Regions from separate parts of the Mus musculus genome. Here region 1 is linked to region 2. The links are chromatin contacts, called in public Hi-C maps. All regions are on one chromosome and are shown on one strand. The core of a region is the stretch at or near the end of the contact, and the rest is flanking DNA. Distances in the headings are between cores, read along the strand shown.

Region 1 (2,752 bases), core at 37-2,536, 2.3 Mb before region 2:
GGCCGGTGGGGCGGGGCTGACCTCCCCTAGCATACCATTTCCTGAACCAGACTGGAAGTGCCCTGTCATGTTCTGTACGTCCCCTTAAAGTCTCTTATTTAATTGCACATTGCTAGTACAATATTCATTTTATCGCATTGTGATTTATTTATGTTGAGGCAGGTACTAGCTAGGTAGCACAGGCAGGTCTCACATTTCTGATCCTCCCATCTTAGCCTTTCAAGTGCTGGTGTTTACAGGTATGTACAGATACACCTGGCCCAACATGCATCTTAAAGATTATGTAAATACAGTTTTACATTTTGACTTTTCTTCCAAAGGCTTAAAATGAGGCTATAAAGAGAGGAGAAGCAGGCACCTGGGAGCTAACACCCAGTTAGCCCCTTTTGTAATATATAATTTGTCTAAGATTATGCACCAAGGACAAGCTTTTGTTTTTCTGAGTGATTTACGGTTTGAGCCACTTCTGCCTCATTCCCTACTGCCCTGCGCACAGTACCAGCCAGCACAGTACAGGGAGCGGTGATGAATTGCAGTGCACTTGCCGTGCCGTACCTGGAGTTAAAACTGCTGCGTGGAGCCACACTAGCAGGCACACGATCAGCTTCCGCAGATCTGGTCTCCAGCTCAGAAACAACCGTTTGTTAATCTGATCACTTAACTGCAATCTGTCTCAGACTGTAACTGAAACTTAAGGTTAAAATCACACTGTTACAGCTTTAATTCCTTAATTGAGACAGAGTTTTAAGTGCTTACAGGTCTAAGGGGTAGGGCATTATAAAAAGGGAATGTGAAGCTATAAAATTTTCTTCCATGTGTAAAGTTTTGGATATTTTATCAAATGTTCTTTTGTTTAGAGAAAAAAGTAATTTAATGATTGTCTGTGTTATCTTTATCTTACTTGTATAATTTACTTCATTCTCTCACAAGACTTGACTTTGCTTGATTTCCTGTGTTTGATCCACATTTACTGTGTAAATAATTCATTTGCACCTAAGTCGATTGTCATCAAGTGTTATTAGAGAATGTGAGAGTATTTCCAACGTACTAGAGGGTTTGTAAGTGTTGCTTCTTGTGACATACAAAGAGAATAAAATCTAGCAGAGCATGAGACCCCGGGAGAGGCAAGCCTCCCTATTGGCTTTGCAGGCTCCATGTTCCCTCAGAGCTCGTACTCGTAGCAGAGGGTGTGCCTGCCTTTGTGCAGCAGTCCACCTTACACTGTCTTGTGTGGTGTCTGTGGGTTCCGGATGGAAGTGTGAAGGAGCAGATTTATGGCGGCCGCTGGGCACAACAAATTAAGTTGACAGTGATGTATGAGGGCACAATAGCACACTGATCCCTCAGTTGCGCGGCTGGACGCCTCCTGCTTCATTTGGCTCTTGTTAGGATCTGTTAGCAGCTAAATAATGAAATTCTGTTGACTGATTTCTGTTTTCTCCCTTTTTTCCCCCCCACCTCTGCTTCCTAAAACCGTTGATTCCCAGACCCATCCTCATGCCAACAAACTGCCCTTGAAGGAGTCTTTCACTTACGAGGACTACAGGTTTGTGAGGGCGCTGTGTTGCGGGTGGTTTCTGAGGATCTGGAAGTGAGGGCAGCTCGGCAGCAAGTGGCCTGCTGCGACCACTTACAGTGTTGAAATAGGGCGGTCTCAAAAGCCAGGGTGAGCGGCTTCGATAAGCACTGGCGTTTTGACAGCTGCCAAGAAACCGCTGTGAACCTGTAATGCCAGTAGCTTGCCTGAGGTAGCCAAGGGGCGTTTGGGCTTAACATTAGTGTTAAGTGTTGCTAAAGGACTTTTTCTCTTTTAAGTAGATTAACATTAGTGTGAAGCAGGGATTCTTTGGAACATAGAGCTAACGGACTGTGCTATGTAATAAAAGTGCCGTGTTCCATGCCTCGTCCACACCGTGGAGGGGTCTGTTAGAGAGGAGAAGCAGCACCCACTGGTCGGTCAGTGAGGCTCAGAGCCCTGCCTACCGCTGAAGTCAGCGTTTGGGTGAGGGGGAGCTGGCTTTGGAGAGAGCAGTTTCATCACCACGTAGGTTGAGACCCCTGCTTCTCCTAGTTCCTTTGCATACTCGGTGGGCTGTGTGCAGGCTTCCTTTCCTGCCATTCTGCCCCCTCCTCCTCTCAATTCTGCCTTTAGTTCTAAATGGTACAAAAAAGCCTGAAAACTGGCAGCCACTCACAACCTCAATTTCCTAATTGAGTGTGTTCTTGTGGGGGTGGCTTTTCCACAAATTTACTCTTAATTTGTTTATTTTATTTTATTTTATTTTTTTGTAACAGGTGGGCCGTCTCATCAGTTATGACACGGCAAAACCAAATTCCTACAGAGGATGGTTCCCGGGTGACCTTGGCTCTGATTCCTTTATGGGACATGTGCAATCATACCAATGGCCTGGTAAAGATCTCTTCCTGGGGTTGAGGCTGGGGGCTGCTGAGCTTCTGAGTGCATATTCTCCTTGGCTCCTTATTCCCCTGCCAGCTCTCTCCAGGACAAGCAGAAGCAACCCTTGCTCTTCCCTGCCTGCCTCTAATAGAAGCTGGGTGTCTCTTCATACTGAAGACTGAAAACTCCAATCTTAGAGCACTGTGAGAGACTGCGGCGACTGCGTTTGTATGGTCTGAGCCCCAGCCCCAGCTCTCACAGTCATTTCTTGTCTCACTGGACCACAGGCTCAATGGGCCACTTTGCTTTTTATTCTCTTACAAGTAGGAATTTATTGAAGAAAACCTTTCATCT
Region 2 (2,700 bases), core at 166-2,665:
GCTACAGTGTACTTACATATAATAAATAAATCTTTTAAAAAGGGGGCGGGGGGGGGGAGGTTTTGTAAAAGACCGAGCAAACATTGTTACTAGTCTCCATCACTGTTAATCACGAACGACAGTAGCCTGGGTTGTGAGTGCAGCTTAGAAGTCATGTGCTTGCCTGTCACGTGGTGAAGACCCAGGTTCTGGCCCCAGCTTGCCAAAGAACATAATCCTTTACCTTTTTCTTCCCAATGTTAATCCTCGGGAGGATAACAACAATTTTTAAGTTGGTAGAGAGGGGAAATACCACACAGATCTAAAGCTCACTTGTTTGTGTATACCTGAAGGCCATGTTACAAGAACACAGAACAAAGGACTACCTCATTTACCAAGCTCAGGTCTGAGTCAAAACAGCATCTATTTGCGGTTTGGGCGTAAAGAAAGCTAATAGAAATGTGAACTAAACAAAAAAAAAAAAAAAAAGCATACAGCCCAGGCCAAAAGGCAACTCATTTTCATAGTTTGGTTGATTTTTGTTAGGGTTAAAATAGGCAAAGAGATGCAAATGCGTGTGCAATGCCTTTAGAGAACAATTTGGCACACAAGCACGCTAGGGTCTCGTGGGTCAGCCTACAGTGTGCAGAGCGTGAATGTTCCTTTCATGTCAGCCACTACTGTGCGTTGCTGATCGTTTGCTGTCACCTTGTACTCGGCCAGAATTAACATTATGCAGAGCTTTAAAATATTTTTCTGTGCAGAGAAGAAAACAGAGGTGCTAACTAGGAATAAAAAAGCTTTAGTCCAGACTGTACCTGAGACACAAGCACTCAATGTTCAATTATGTCTTACTAATTCAGCAAAATGCAGGAAAATACCTATGAGCTACATGGGTGACAAATCCCAGGAAGCAGGGTCCAGTCCCACTTCTGTTGTCTACCAGGGTAGGAGGAAGGCAAGCTCAATCCTGGAGGTGTTAGTGATGGAGCCCTGAGAAATCCTTACCATTTTGCACTTTTGCTGAATAAGTCTCAAACTTCTATTCTACTTCAGTAAGAAGTAGCCCCAAGGTCATCAACTCAATGAAGGGTCTAAGCATTTGGGGTTTTAGAGACTCTGCATAGCTGCTAACCCTTTGGAAAACACTCTCCCCCTCCCCAACTCCCTCCCCCCCCCCATATATACACATACACACATACACATACATACACACACACACACACACACACACACACTCAAGACACTAAGATAATCATCCCTAAAAGTTGGCCATCACAAACTTAAAACAGTCTACTTCTCTTTTACGCAATGTGTGTGAGGATTTAAGAAAAATGTCAGAATTTGATCCAGTAAAATAAACAAGATTCAAGCTGTAAGACACAATTATAAACCTACTGAAAAACAACAGTGCCACCTGCTGACAGAGAAATGAAAGTAGAGGCATGAAAGAGCCATATGCATCAGTACCGGGAAATGTACAGTGCTCAGACTAGACAGAACACTACTGTAGAAAATGGAATTGTTCAGAGTGAGTTAGTGGTAGCTATAACCACCCTTTTCTCCCTAACGATCATCTAGGTTAACAACATTGCCTGCTATCGTGTGACACATTAGTACTGGGTTACAAATAGGCTAACCTAAAACAAACCTGCCAAATATAAGCACATTAAATTCCAATCTTCATTTGGGGCCACACCATATATTTGTATGTAGAACTAATTAATTAGATTGCTGAAAGGGGGAGAGGGAGAGAGAGAGTCAAAAGAAACCAGCCAACTATGGGATTTGTGCTGTTTTTTTTTTTATTGTGTTTTCAATGGAGAAATACATCATCTGTTTACAAAATAGCTCTTGAAAAATACAAGGAGTACAGATACTATAAAACAAAGCAAACTCCAGTCATGAGACACTACTTACATCATGCGAAAGCAACAGTCTGATCTCCAGGTTATGGAAACTAGAAGTAAAAAGTCACTACACAGAAAAGATCCACGTCTCCAGCCTGGTGAAACTTGGATGCAGTTACATGGAACGTTTATTAAACTGAATTTTTCCCCAATGTGTAAACAAAACGACAAGACTAAATCTGTGCCTGGTGATGTCAATCTAACTCTGAAGCTACACACACAGACACCAGTACATGTCACCTGTTAGCGGACCGTCTTCTTTACTCAAATGGTGGGAGGAAGGGCAAGGTGACTGCAGAGCAAGAGGTGGAGAGTAGAACACTGTATATAAACAATGTAAGTGGTAAAGAAAGCCTTAATTAATGCATAGCTTCAGGGGAAAGACTATACTCCAACTTTGGAAATTAATTTGGAAGGACAGGGGAGAGTTTAAGTAATTGCAGTGTAACATGAAAATGCACAAACGTGTGATAGAATGCAGCGAAATGAAGGATTCAAAAACCATGCTCATACAAAGATCTGCTGCTACAGGTCTGTTTTACCCAGATTAACAAAGAGTAACTTTATCAACATCTGGCACCCGTCAGATGTCACAAGATGGACGAGAATTCTGCTACTTAATTATGAGAAATCATTGTCTTTAAAGAAGATTTCTAATTTTTGATAGAACAAAAAAAAAAATTCAAAAGTGGAAAGCTGACTAAATGTCAAGTGCTTACTAGAAATGATTTTTAAAATGTTTTTGTATGTAAAATTCACTGACAAATTTTGATAAACTGGTTAAAAATAAAAATTAGTTTAAAAATCTGGA

Evidence for each region. A called contact is a pair of places that touch in the nucleus more often than the background predicts.
Region 1: a Hi-C map of cortical neurons shows a contact between it and region 2, with 5 times the contacts expected there. The contact joins two enhancer-like sites. A contact is called at or near these places in 1 of 15 datasets of contacts at CTCF or cohesin (large pre-B cells), 25 of 484 Hi-C or Micro-C datasets (3T3-L1-derived adipocytes, B cells, the G1E-ER4 cell line and 15 more) and 3 of 115 datasets of contacts at active chromatin or transcription factors (astrocytes, embryonic basal ganglia and embryonic forebrain).

Annotation. Positions count from the first base shown.
Region 1 is chr12:108,117,900-108,120,651 of GRCm38.p6, reverse strand. Setd3 (SET domain containing 3) reads left to right here. Exons shown (of 13, transcript NM_028262.3): 7 at 1,488-1,546; 8 at 2,296-2,410. Among named protein-coding and RNA genes, the nearest start is that of Setd3, 60 kb to the left of the region's middle. Within about 2 kb of position 1,286, at least 26 of the 459 cell types and tissues checked have an H3K27ac peak or open chromatin away from gene starts, as enhancers often do. A contact at or near this core is called in cortical neurons, where this site is marked.
Region 2 is chr12:105,838,011-105,840,710 of GRCm38.p6, reverse strand. Papola (poly (A) polymerase alpha) reads right to left here. Exons shown (of 22, transcript NM_011112.4): 22 at 1,767-2,700. Among named protein-coding and RNA genes, the nearest start is that of Papola, 55 kb to the right of the region's middle. Within about 2 kb of position 1,415, at least 2 of the 459 cell types and tissues checked have an H3K27ac peak or open chromatin away from gene starts, as enhancers often do. A contact at or near this core is called in cortical neurons, where this site is marked.